2 separate regions of the Rattus norvegicus genome follow, and region 2 is linked to region 1. Evidence: chromatin contacts called from public Hi-C data. All regions are on one chromosome and are shown on one strand. The core of a region is the stretch at or near the end of the contact, and the rest is flanking DNA. Distances in the headings are between cores, read along the strand shown. Region 1 overlaps Kansl2 (KAT8 regulatory NSL complex subunit 2). Region 2 holds the start of Adcy6 (adenylate cyclase 6).

Region 1 (6,939 bases), core at 2,779-5,278:
TACAGGTGGCTGGGGATGGGTGCAGATCCCAGGGACCTCATAATGTAGAGAAAACCTGTGCACCATTCCCTCAGCGTGGATTGGCTACTGCAAATGGAAAACCAGAGCCCACTTCTATCAGTTGACAGTTCATTCTGGGATTGCTCACCGCCTTTGGATTTGAACTCTCCATTCTTCAGACAAGTGTATCTTTGATCATCTCTCACTGAACAGGGACAGCTCAGACCACGTTGTTTCCTTCGGGGCTTGAGAGTGCTGTAGACAAACATAACCCAAGTCTCTGTGATGACAAGTTAGTATTTAAGTTTTGGGATTTTTTGCGAGGAAGAGCGTGAGGTGCTCCCTGCCTTTGAGATGCAGTGCCTATTGGAGACATTTATACTGGGACTTCTGAGCCATGGGCTGAGATCCACGTGGATGTCTAGGCGGGGTTGGCTGTGGTGAAGAACGGTGCTCTTCAGGTGTTGGCTCTTAGTCTCTGTAGCCGTATCTAAAGCTGTATTTAAGCCTTTCCTCTGCTCCACATCATTGGGCAATATAAACCCCCTTTCCTAGTGAACCGACTGAGAAAAGCAGTTCACAGGTCTGGGTTCTCCTTAATTATTCTTGCTTTTAATTTATGTAAATTTCTGTGGTGGCTCCTTCATGTAAGATATAGTGAAGTTATTGTATATAGTTTCTATTAAATGTTAAAATGTTATGAAAATATAAAGTAGTCTGAGTTGATTGTATTTTCTTTGTATTTGAGAATGTCTATATTAATTATCCTCTGGGTCTTTGCTTGTCATCTGATGGGAAAAGTGCACACTGTTTCTATCCCTTGACGTGCACTCTGGAGAAACTAGTGACAAAGGTGGCACTTGGTACCTAGTTCCAGGGCCAGGTAAACTTGTGTTCCCTGGAGAGCTGGAGTTAACTCAGTAGGGGGCTGGAGGCCTGGTATGGAGCTTAGGACTTGGGTCAGCCCAAGTCAGGATGATAGCAGGCAGTGGTGAGATTTGTGTCCAGCCAGTTTCTAGGGGAACATTAGAAATAATGAGCTACTCATCCTGAATAACCGTCCACAGAAAGAAGCTAATAGAACTACCACCGGAAAAGATTGAGCTTGTCCTGGGGTGGGCAGGTACCCCTTCACTGTATAAGCTGTACATTTCTCCCTGCAAGGAAGATGTGCATGAGAGTGAAGACCATTTGTTCAGCCCAGACCCCTGTCGGATGCTTTAGACTTTCAGTTGCTTAGGACTAAGACTTACAGTTCTAGAGGACATCATGGCGGCAGGATCAGGAAGCTGTGAGCTCACATTGTAACCACTAACGTGAGTCAGCAACCCGGAAGTGGTATAACGCTTTTCACCTCAAAGTCCAACCCCAGTGATAACTTCCTGCAGCATTTCTGTATCACCTAGATCTCCCAAAACTGCAACCAATGGGTACCAAGTATCTAAGTGCCAGAGACTGGTGGGCATTTCTCATTCAAATAATCACACTGGGTTTGACCAGTGGAAAACCCAAAAGCACAGTCCTGGACCAGATTGTTAGCAGGGGAGCTGGTCCAAACAGCACTAAGGGCAGACTAGGGTGCATCTGTCAGAGGCAGGCCAAACAGTGGAATCCCCTTACTGCTGAGACTCACGGAGGCCCTACATCAGTACCCCAGGATGGGAAGGTTGGATGGCTCAGGTGGGAAAGTGACTCCTACATGCTGCTGGACCCAACATTGTCTTTTTGACCAAGATGGATAAAAGTGCTGAGGGCTTTGTGCTGATTTGGACTTTGCTAACATTCTTTTATCAGTATCCTCTTAACTGCCCAAGGAGTCAGGAAGTAAGTGAAACTTGGAGATCTCAGCAAGTTCCTGAAGCCTACAAGATTCACAAGTCCCACCTTCCCAAAGATAGATAAGCAGTAATTAACTTCTGGGGACTGGAGACTCTAAACCCAGCAAACTGCAAACCAGCTCTCAGCAAGTGTAGGGGGCTCCGGGGTTGTAACCATTTTGGTGATACTGTTTTCAGTGATGTACCTGTCTTTGAGTCAACCATGCTCCTATGAATAAACCAATAAGCCCAGCAGTCCACTGAACTACTTGGATGGAATCATTTCTTTGGTGTGTCATATGTCAGGTCTCCCTAGGAAACAACATGACTACAGTGTCAATTACTGACCACAAGAGGGAGCTAGAGAGACAGGTACAAATCTTTAATACTGATTTCCAGCCAACCTCTAAGGTTGGGGAAATCACCCAGAACCAGGAAACGTGGGAGGAGTATGAGACAGGTGAAAGTAAGGGGAAGATGGGAAGGAAGCAGAGTGGAAAGCTAAAGAGGAACAGAAGCTAAGAGAAATGATACAGTGGAATGGAGTGGATGTTACTCCTTAGCCCATGGAGACCTAAAACCCTTCTCTGGGCCCTAAGTAATTAACAAGGCAGGGAAGCCCTTTGGTCACATACCTTCTTTTCAAAGGCCTGTTTCATTGTAATGACATGGTGTTTAAAGACACTCAGAATGTCAACAAAGTAGCTGCAACTTCTCAGATGTAGCTTTCTCAGTTGTATCAGCTGTGAATTAGAACCAAAGATGAGAAAAGCACCCATCCCATGTGTTGCTCCTTCCTACTGTGCACAGGCAAGAACTTGTTTTAATCTCCCTGTAGTTTATAGCTTCTGTTCTGCATTAGCAGGTCTGTCTGAGCCATGCAAGAAAAGACCCCCACACAAAATACACAAATCCTACAGTCTTGCAAATTATTTCCTTACTTCCCTCCCACCTGGATTCCCTTTTTTCTTTTAAAATAAGTTAGTTTGTTAGGCCTATTGAGTGGCCTAGCAAGCAGACTGCTTCTTCCAGAAGACCCAGGTTTGATTCCCAGCACCCACGTGGTAGCTCGTACCTGTCTAATTCTGTCCCAGGGCACCCACTTCTTGTCTCCAAGGTCACTAGACATGCACAGGATACACAAGTGTAAGCAAAATGCTCATAACACATAAAATTAAAAAAAAAAAAGTAAACCTTAAAAAAAAAAAGTTAGCTTGAAATCTGGGTGTGGTGGTGCATGCCTTTAATTCCAGCACTCCCGAGGCAGGGGCGAGCAGATCTCTGGCAGCCAAAGGCCAGCCTCATATACATAATGAGTTGCAGGACAGCCAGAGCAGACAAACAAACCAAAGTTCATACTGGTAGATTCTTTTATTTAGACAAAAGGAAGCTGCCTTAGAACCATCTTTATTCCTGGTCACTTTTGCTTCACCAGTCTGGTCTCTCTGCCTCAGTTTCCTCATAGTCTTTGCTTTTCCTTTTCTGGCCTTGACAATGCCACCCCCGCCCCTTTAAGGCTGTCTTTACCCTTCCTTTATAGCTCCTTGTGTAGCAATACATTTTCTTTATTTTCCATGAGTCTGTCAGCCTTCTGCTACTAAGGCCGTTTGCATCTGCAGCAGAGTTCATCCACACCTCAGTTTCTTTGGACTATCTCCCTGGATTCTGAGGCGATGATGGTCAAAATACGGCTGAAGGAGTGTAGTCTGTGATTTAAACAATCCCCATCTGCTCCCATTCTACCTCCCAAGTCAGAGACATAAAGACCTATTAAGTTTATTAGAAAGCTGGAAGCCTAGGCTGGGCATAGTCATCTAGTCCAACCCTCTAGGCTACCTCTCAGAAACGTGGTCCTTCATCTTCAATCCGAATCTCTCCCTGGCTTGCTCTGCTCATGGCAAATCCCTTAGTGACCTGCTCACCATGACTTCTGGACTTTTTGCCTCATGGCCACATCTTCGTCTGTCCATGTGGTCTCTCTAACCTTTTCTCATGCTCCTCCTCCTTCCCTCTCCCTGGGACCCCTGGCTGGAATTGAAATTTCCTATCTCCCCTGCCCAGTCATAGCTCTTTAGTATCCAACCAGAGATAATGGGGGAGCACGCATTCTTTACACAGCAGTGATGTAGGAGATGTTCGTATGACAATGCTGGTGACATTGTAACCACACCTCTGTGTTGTAAGATATTCGATGACCCTGTGAACCTGAGATTGTGTTATTTACTGAAAAAACAAGACAAAACCCAATCTGTTTCTAGTTGTGGTGTGGCTTGGACCTTAGTATACACTTAAATCACTGGCTGAAATACAGACATGACCTTAGTACACACCTTTAAGGGCAAACAATGAAGGTAAAGTTAGGTTGTAGACGGAAGCACCTGTATTTAAAAGGGGTGTCTAGGGGCTGGGGATTTAGCTCAGTGGTAGAGCGCTTGCCTAGGAAGCACAAGGCCCTGGGTTCGGTCCCCAGCTCCGGAAAAAAAAGAACCAAAAAAAAAAAAAAAAAAAAAAAAAGGGTGTCTAATTGAGTGTCAGACAAAGTGACGAATCAGAGAGATTTGACAAAATGGGATATGCCCAGCTCTCAGGAGAAGAGTTTTATAGAGACAAGTCACAGAGAGAGAGAACAAGCTAGACACAGGTGAAGACAGGACAAGCCAGAGGATGAGAAGGAGCCAGAAGATTAGAGCAGATTGCCAGAGTTAGACTGAGGCCAGGCAGAGCAAAACGTCAGATGTCGAGCTCAGAGAGGAGTTTGAATCAGAACAGCTGAGCTGAGCCAGCCAGCCAGAGCTCAGAACAGGAAAGGGTGAGCTTATTCAACAGTGAGTCTCAGAGGCTGAAATGCCCTAGGCCTGGATAGGATTATGTGGAAGCTAAAAGCTTCTAGGCCTAGGTAGGCCTAGGTTAGCAGACAGAGGCAAAAAGCTGCCCAGACAACAGTTACTACAGGAGAGCCCATAATCCCCATTCATAATCTCCATTCATAATCTCTTATCTTTTTTTCAAGCCAATCCATGACAATTAAGATTAACCACTCCGGGGCTGGAGAGAAGGCTTAGTGGTTAAAAGCCTTTAACTGCTTTCCCAGAGGACCCAGGTTCAGTTCCCATATGACTTACAACTGTCTGTAACGCCAGTTCTAGTGAGAGACCAAATCTTGTAAGTTCAGACTCCATTTTAGAGAACCTGACCTAAGTTTGAACTCAGGTAAACTAACAGGCTGGTACCTAGCATTAGTTTCCAAGTTGCCCCCCAACAAAACCCGAGCCTAGCTCTTCCAGTCTGTAGGCTAATCTCCAACAAGACCAGCATCTCCAGGTTATACCTTCAAGACCAGCCTTTCTAGGTTATTACCCCAACAAACCTGCACCCCCAGGTTACAAGCCCACTCCTTACCTAACGACCACCAATGCAGAGAGGAACAGAAATTAAGTTTAGCGTATGACTCCCAGCACCAGCCCACTGTGTTAAAGGCCACAATAGCTCTCCATTTATACACTTGCACACATACTCCCTGCTTGCTGCTTATTAAAAAGCCTTGTCCCGATAGATATTTGGACACCCCCACCCCCCAAACTGTCCTGTGTGACTGTGGTGGTGCGCTGAGGGTGGGGGTGGTGGGCAGGCAAGCTAGCTCGAATAGAATAAAGACCCTGCCGTGAGTTGCATCAAATTGGCTCCTGTCTGTTTTAGGGGATCACTAACACTTCCCCGGCTCTACACTAGGGGGTCCAGTACCCTCTTCTGATCTCTGAGATCACAAGGCACGCACATGGTTCACATGCCTGTTTGAAGGTGAAACACCTACACTCATACAATTTAAAAAATAATAACAATAACAAAATTAATGATTATAAGTCCTTTTGGGTGTGTTGAGGATCCTGTAATTCAGTGGTTATCAACCTTGGGGGTGGGTCGAACCATCCTCTCACAGGGGCCACGTATCAGATATCAGATACCCTGCATTTACATATTTACATATTACTATCAGATATTACATGACATCAGATTCGTAACAGTAGGAAAATTTCAGTTATGAAGTAGCAAACAAAATAATTTTAGGATAGGGATGCCTACCCATAAGGAGCTGTATTAAAGGGTCATAGCATTAGGAAGGTAGAGGACCACGGCTGTAGCTGCTTTAGAGACACGATCTTGCTGTGTAACCTTGCTGGTCTAGGGCTTGTCCTGTGGTCCCAGGCAATCGCTAAACTTATATTTGTCTTCTTGCCTTGGCTGGAGCCCTGGCAGGAACTGCATATCTGTTTCCTCTTGGGGAGAAATCTAGGTTTCCATTCCTCTTTCGCAATGGCTTTTCTGTCTTCAAAATTTCCATCTACATATTTTTAACACTTAGACGATTCCAAGAACCTTAACAGAGCAGCTGGGCTCGGTGCCTTGTGCTTCCTGCCAAGTCTGCCGAAGGAATTCGAGGATGACTTTTTGTCGTGAGGACAGCGACTACACCATCTGTCTCCAGCCTCGTCTCTTCTGACCTGTTCGCATGTCACAGACGTGACTAAGTCCCTCGCGTGTCGTCCTTTTTGCACATGCCTTCCCAGTTTTAAACAGTAGCAACAGCGGAATGGCAGCAGATTGCTGACACCTACTGAGAGCTGCTTGGTCTTTGAGGCTAAGCACCTCCCAATAGTCCCTCAGGAATGCTCTCCCACTGGGGCGGTCAGTCAGCTGATGTTTGCCGCACCCCAAGACAGGGTAGCTTAGTACTAATCTGGCACACAGAAGTCCAGAAGGTTTCTGGGGAGCCTTTGGTGCCTAGTCTTGATGACAACTTGGAAATGCTGATCAGAGAAGGAATTAACAGTAACCCGGGCAAACAAACTCAAGGGTAAGAGGGAAGGCCACTAGGACAAAAGTCGAGATAACGTCCTACCAAAATAACCTTTTTATCTGAGCCGCTACCAGACCCACCCACAATCTGGGTGGGTCTTCCCACAGCAGTCAGATCAACTTCTTCAGGATGCGTCCTCAGGTGAGGCTCCCTCTTCAGGTGGTTCTAATCTGTGACAAGCTGACATTAAAACCCACCATAATATTTTTATTTTATAAGTTCAGAATTAACATCCACGATAACAGGTACCCAAACTCAATATTGGTG
Region 2 (6,939 bases), core at 3,151-5,650, 97 kb before region 1:
AATTTTCCTCTGGTGGTGGCAACTCACAGCTTTAATCCCAGCACTTGGGAGGCGGAGGCAGGCAGAATTCTGAGTTCAAGGCCAGCCTGGTCTACAGAGTGAGTTTTAAGAGAGAGTTACACAGAGTCTCGAAAACCCAACTAAACCAACCAACCAACCAACCAAATTCATTATGGTTTTTTTTTTTCTTTTCTTTTATTTTTTTTCGGAGCTGGGGACCGAACCCAGGGCCTTGTGCTTGCGAGGCAAGCGCTCTACCACTGAGCTAAATCCCCAACCCCAATTCATTATGTTTTATTCATTTCTTTCATGTGTGTGACATTCTGTGGAGACCACGGGGCTACTTGAAAGAACTAGTTCTCTTCCACCAGAGGTTAGAGCTCGGGTCCTCAGGCTGGGCGGCAAGCACCTTTACCTGGTGAGCCATCTTGTCTGACTTCCTTTCTTTTCTTCCTCCTCTTCTTATTCAATTATTAACTTTATTTTTATTTTGAGACAGGGTCCCACTAAGTTGCCTAGCCAAGGTGTGAATGTGTAACATTCCCACCCTAGCCTTCTGAGTAGCTGGTGTGATAGGGTTAACACCAGGCCCAGCTCCTACACTTTACATGTCTTTTTTTTTTTCCTTTTTTCTTTTTTTCTTTTTTTTTTTTGGAGCTGGGGACTGAACCCAGGGCCTTGCGCTTGCTAGGCAAGCGCTCTACCACTGAGCTAAATCCCCAACCCCCACTTTACATGTCTTATAGTGTGTGTGTGTGTGTGTGTGTGTGTGTGTGTGCATGTGTGTCTGTGTGTATGTGTGTGAGAGAAAGTCTGAGTCTCTCTGTATGTGTTTATATGTGTATGAGTGAGACTGTGTGCATGTGAGTGTGTGTGTATATGTGTGTGTGAGTATGTAGAAGTGTATGAATGAGTATGTGTGTAAGTGTGTATGTGTGTATGTGTGCATGTGTGTTTGGGTGCATGTGTGTATGAATGAGTCTGTGTGTAAGTCTGTGTGCATGTGTGTATAAGTGTGTCTGTGTGTGAGTGTGTATGAGTGAGTCTGTGTGTGTAGTGTGTGAGTCTGTGTGCATATGTGTGAATATGTATGTGTGCATGTGTGTATGTGTGTATGTGTGTATGTGTGTATGTGTTTATGAGTGCATTATGTATGGGTGCATATGTATGTGTGTATGTGTGCATGAGTGCATGTGTGTATGGGTGCATGTGTGTATGTGTGCATATGTGTGAATGTGTATGTGTGCATGTGTGTATGTGTGCATGTGTGTATGTATGTGTGCATGTGTGTATGGGTGCATGTGTGTATGTGTGCATGTGTGTATGTGTGCATGTGTGTATGTGTATATGAGTGAATGTGTGTATGGGTGCATGTGTGTATGTGTGCATGTGTGTATGGGTGCATGCATATCATAGCACATTGTGTGTAACAGTCAGGAAACAACCTGGAGGAGTTGTTTCTCTTCCTCCACCATGAACGCACTTCCACTGAATTCAGGGCACCATGCCTGGTGGCAGACCCTTTAGTCTTTGCCCATCTCAGCTCTCCACTGCTTTTATTGAGACAAGATTTCAATATTAGGCCTGGCTGGCTTGGAACTCATTCTGTAGACCAGATATGGTTTCAATATACAGGCCCGACTGCCTTGGAGGATACACTGCAGTTGGGTTGAGCTGAACTTGCTGTGATCCTCCTGCCTCTGCCTCCAGAGAGCCTGGATTACAGGAATGTACCACCCACCATGCCAGATCACTCACCTACCTGTTGAAAACATTTTCATTATTTTGTGTGCATGAGTGTTTTGCCTGCATGTATGCTCATACACCACACGTGTGCCTGTTACCTGTCAAGGTCAGAAGAGGGTGCTGGATCTCCTGGGACTAAAGTTACAGATGGTTGTGAGCGTCAGACGGGTGCTGGGAATCAAGCAAGTGCTCTTAGCCACTGAGTCAACTCTTTAACCCCCTGACATATATATGTATATGTGTATGTACATGTATATGTATATATATGAAAAAACATGTTGGCCAGGTGTGATGACACACCTTTAATTCCAGCACATGGGAGGCAGAGACAGAGGAACAAGGAGCTCTGTGAGTTCAAGGTTAGACTGGTCTATATAACAAGTTCCAGGACAGTTCAGTTGAGAAATCCTATCTCAAAAAAATAAACATTTATTTCATGTGTATGGGTGTTTTGCCTGTATGCATGTCTGGGTACTATACATATCTGTGTACCATACATGTCTGTGTACCAACCATGTGTGTGCCTAGTGCCCACCTGGCTGTCAGATCCCCTGGGAGAGGAGTTATGATTGGTTGTGGGTGCTTGGAACGGAGCCTGGAACCTTTGGAAGAGCAGCCAGTGCTCTTAACTGCTGAGCCATCTCTCCAGCCCCAGACCCCATTTCTCTGCCTCAATTGTCTATTGCAATTCCCCCACTGGTTCCAAATACGTTGTTTCAAAAGGGGAGCCTTGGGGTCCTCCTGATTCTGGTGGGATGGAAATCTAGATCACAATAGAGCAATGGCTGCACGAAGAAAGAGAGAAGTCAGGCAGAGATCCCAAACGTCACCGCGCAGCCCAACCAGCTGAGAACCGTACAAGGCAGAATAGACTACAGCTGTGTCCTCATTAAAAAGAAATATGTATTTTAATTCGTCTTTGTGAGCGTTCCAGTGCTTTGGGGGCCAGAAGAGGGTGTCCAGCTCCGCAGAAGTAGAACTGGAGTAAGTGCTGGGAGCCAAACTCAGGTTCTCAGGGCCTTGAGGGTTGACTTGTCTCGGGCTCCTTGCTTTCTCATCTCAAACATTACAACCAGCGCTTTCCTGTCTGAACTTGAGATGCCTGGGAGAAAGGTCAGGAGGATCATACCCATTTTAGGGATGAGGCTCGAGACAGTAAGGAATGTTTTATCCACAGTAATTTTGTTTGTTATTGAGACAGCGTTTCTCTGTGTAGCCCTGGCTGTCCGGACCGCTCTATGTAAATCAGGCTGTCCTCGAACTCCTAGGCGCGTGTGCCATTATGCGAGGCATCCACAGCCTTTGTGATAGACGTTGGATTAGGGATTAGGTCAAGGACCTTTTCCTCACCACAAATGTTGACCTGAGTTTAGGAAGAACAAAGGAGACCCTAGATCAGATCTGGGGTGGTTTGGACAGTTGAGTCCTGAAGGACAAGGCTGTAGGGGAGCTCGCCTGAGCCTCAGGCCCCGCGGGGCGAGACAGGACTGGCAGGTGGGGCTGCAGCTACTGGTCTGGCTGAGGATTGGGGAGGGGACTCAAGGCAAGTTTAAACCAGATTTACAGCCCGGGAATGAGCCCTTCTCTCCCTTCTGGTTCCACCACTCTACCCCTCAAAGGGTTAAAGTAGCTTTCACATGATTTTCCCATCTCCCAGGTAACTTGGGCAGCTGCTTGCGAGGGAAATAAATAAACATCCCGGAACAATTTTTCAGTTCATGAACCTGGCAATGCACCCCAGCCCCCCACATCAAAGGAGCACAACCCTTTGGGTAAAAGGTGCCGGGGGAGGGACTTTGCCAGTTGGCAGGTGCGGGGGAAGGGCTGCCCCTGAGAGCGTGGGGCCAGAGGGCGGCACCAAGAATGCCCCTGCCCGTGGCCCGATCCGGTTCTGGGCGCAGCAGGTTTGCGTCGGGCCCGGCGCCCCAGAGGGTTGGGGAAGCGGAAAGAAGTGGGGTGCGGGCGAGCGGGTGCCAGGCGCACACACCTGGCGCCTTGTGGAATGAAATCTTAATTAATTATTAAACTCAGCTCCCGCCGGGGCCGCGGTGGAGAGGGAGGGCGAGCGGGCACGGTGGGGGCTGGGGCCGGGAGGAAGGTGGGGTGAGGAGGGGGCGCAGGGCACCCCGACAGGAAGGAAGCTGACCCTCTGGGCGGGGCGGGCATCTTCGCCACCAGCGGGTGGCTTCGCCAGCCTCCGTGGACCCCCCGGGTGAGGGTGGAGGGCACCCTGCAGGATGCCGCCCTGGGTGGAGGCTGGAGTGCGGGCGGGCGGGCAGGCGAGCGGGCGGGCGGGCGCACCGACCCTCCCGCGGGGTCTGAAGCCCAGAACAGTGGCCGCTTGTTTAGCGGAGACCCGAGAGGACCCGACGGACAGGGGAGGGGGCGTGCGGGACTCTGGCCTCGCTCACCCGACCGGGGCCCGGGAAGGGGAGTGGGCAGCTTTGCCCCCGCCTCTGGGAGGGGGAGGGGGTGCCCAGACAAAAGGAGCTTGTGCCTTTAAGGCGGGGAGTCCGGGAGCCGGCGGGGAGGGGACTTCTGGATCCGGGGTAGAGGGCGGCTGCGCTGGACAACAAGGGAGGGGGCGAGGGCCGGAGGCTCTGCCGCGCGGCCGGCGGGCGGGCGGGCGGGACAGCGGGGAGGCGCGGGCACGGAGCAGGACGGCGGGACGGCCGGCCCTCCGGGCCGGAGCCCGCGAGCGCGGTGGGGCGGCGGCCCCGGGCAGGCGCCGACCCTTGGCAGGTGAGCATGGGGGAGCGGGCTGCTGCGAGCACAGCGGAGTCCCCAACAGTTGCGGGGCGCCTGGGAAGTGCTGGAGGACGTGGGGAACCCGGGCTCCACGGGCCGGGCTGGAGGCTTCCACCCTCGCTCCACGCCAAGAGCTTTCCTTCCTGCACTCCCCAGAGTTTTCAGGCTTGCCCAGAGAAGGGGAGAAGGCGTGCACGAGGGGAGGGGATGCCCCCAGAGGTTGGCATCGGGGATGTGGGGGTGAGTTTGGAGTGTTGAGGCTGTGCTGAAGAGGAGAGGCCCCTTCCCTGCCCTCACCCTGAACCTTTGGAATGAAAGGGTAGTGTCAGTGCCTACTTCCCCGAGGCCTGTTGCGGGGTGGGCAGGGGTGGGGTGGGGAGTGGGCAGACTTTATTCAGAGTAGGCCCAGCGGCCTGACTGAAAAAAACAGAGATGAGATTAGGCAGTGTGAGAGTCTTGCCGTACCTGGGTCTTCCCACAGTATCTCTGAAGCCAGAGGGCCTGGTGGGGTGTTGGAGCTGGCCGGTTGTGGGAACCCTTTTTGGTCCTTAGGGGAGAACCAGGGTGTGAGAAGGCTGTGTTGAATCTATAGAAACAGACCAGGGGAAGTTCTTCTACCTCTGGAAAGGCCTGGAAATTCAGAGGGCTGGGTTTCAGCATCGGGAGTGAGTTTTGGGCTTCCCCCTGGGCATAGTCTTCTGTGTGAACTTTCTGAAGACTTTTAAATCATTTTGCCAACAAGGCCAGAGGCAGATAGACCCTGGGGATGAGGTGGCTAGAGGTGGCCAGAAGAGGGTTGGGCAAAGTAGTGGGCAGAGCCATTCCTGAGGCCAAGCCTTGACTTCCAGACCCTGGTCTCAGGCGGAAAGGATCAGGATTTGGGAGGGACTTGAGGTCTGGGCCTGGGACTATGGCACTTGGGGCTAAGTGGACATGAGTTGGTTGTGGGAGCTGATTGTGTATGCAATAGCACATCTGTGAGAGAGACCAAAGGACCCAGGGGAGGAGGGGGTCAAGAGGCATGGGACTCAAGAGCCTGAAGGCAGAAAAGAGATGTGGTGTGCACTTTTGGAATTCGTGGTGAGGGGTTCCCGAACAGGGAGGTTTGGGGAGCGTATAGAGAAGTTTTGTGGCTTGGAACAATGCCTTCTGTTCTCCTGCTCTAGGAGTCTGTCATAGAGGAGGCCTGCGAGTCCTCTAGGGTGGGCAGCGCCTGAATGTTTGTAGCTGGTTGACCAGTTACAGAGCTATCCCCTTGGGGAGTCAGAGTGTTCTTGAAGGGTCATATGTTTCCCTGATAGTCTGCCCCTTCCTCTGTGGGTATGAGCCAGATGCAAGAGATGTGCTTCCAGGGGACTGGGAACATGGCCAAAAACAGGTCCTTTGGGAACAGAGATCTGGGCCAGTGGTGGTGGTGGGGAGATAAGAACAGGGAAGGGGACTGGAGAATGGGAGGAGACGGAAGGGAAATGTCATGGTGTGTGGGGTGCGTTGGGGAGGGGTGTGTGACATAGTGGGACACTGCACTCTGCAGCCCTGGAGACTGACAGCAGGGGACATAGGACCTGATAGGCAGGCATCTGACTGGCTGGAGGGATACAAGGTCTCGCTCATGACTGTTGTCTTTCCATCTCTTGGACCCTGACAGAGGTTTGCCTTCAAAGGTTCGTATGGTGGGAGAAGTAATGTCCACAGTGTGTAGCACGGCAGGGTGTGTGAGAAAGAGAGAGTCTCTCCTCAGAACCATTGCCCTCTGGTTCTTCAGGGGAGGAGACTGGCGTGAGGTGGCAGGTAGATAGCTTGTCTCAGCTGGGTGACAAATCACTTTAAGATCTGAAACCTGATCTTGTGCCAAAGATCATACTTCCAATGAAGTGTTGTGAAGAGCCAGGCTTTCTCTGGTGACCTTTTCCAAATGCCAGCCTGACCTGAAACCTTGTACTTCTGATCTGTCCTTCAAGATGGTGCTGTTGGTGTTAAAGAAGTTGAAGGGCAGGCTGCCCCGTGGATGTAGAAGGGACGCTGGCAGAGCGTGGCTGAGGGAGAAGTAGAGACGGAGTATAAGAAAGGTCCTTCCAGACTTTCCCTCTGCTTTGGCTCCCTCCGGCAGTTGCTTGGAGTATCTTCGTGCATCCCTCCTTAGCTCTGGCTCTGTGGCCACCTGGGGCAGGTGCTGTGTAAGCTTCTCTAGTTCCCTAGTGAGTACAAATGTCAGTGCTGCCAGCTCAGCAGGTGTAAGGGGCCCCTCAGGGTACAGGAGTTTGGTCCTGGTGGTGGCGTCATGATGACAGAAATGGCTTTCGTGTTCTCAACCTGGGCTCAGCCAGGAGACTGTGGTAAGGTAGTTGTCATGGAGTCATCCACCCAGTCCAAGGCTTGTCTTTTCTGAAAATTTAGGATCTAAGACCGATTTGGTTGTCTTGGGTCTATGTCCTGGTGAGCCAT

What was found. Hi-C and Micro-C count contacts between places; a contact is called where the count stands out from the background.
Region 2: a contact with region 1 is called in a Hi-C map of liver, with 2.6 times the contacts expected there. The contact joins the promoter of Adcy6 here to the enhancer-like site in region 1. A contact is called at or near these places in 10 of 12 Hi-C or Micro-C datasets (the A7r5 cell line, Schwann cells, frontal cortex and 6 more).

Annotation. Positions count from the first base shown.
Region 1 is chr7:131,541,835-131,548,773 of GRCr8, reverse strand. It overlaps Kansl2 (KAT8 regulatory NSL complex subunit 2), which reads left to right. Exons shown (of 10, transcript NM_001421308.1): 10 at 1-712. The coding sequence ends at 125. Among named protein-coding and RNA genes, the nearest start is that of Snora2l2, 3.8 kb to the left of the region's middle. Within about 2 kb of position 4,028, at least 5 of the 93 cell types and tissues checked have an H3K27ac peak or open chromatin away from gene starts, as enhancers often do. A contact at or near this core is called in liver, where this site is marked.
Region 2 is chr7:131,639,428-131,646,366 of GRCr8, reverse strand. Adcy6 (adenylate cyclase 6) reads left to right here and starts at 4,400. Exons shown (of 22, transcript NM_012821.5): 1 at 4,400-4,488. It also overlaps a transcript of Tuba1c not described here.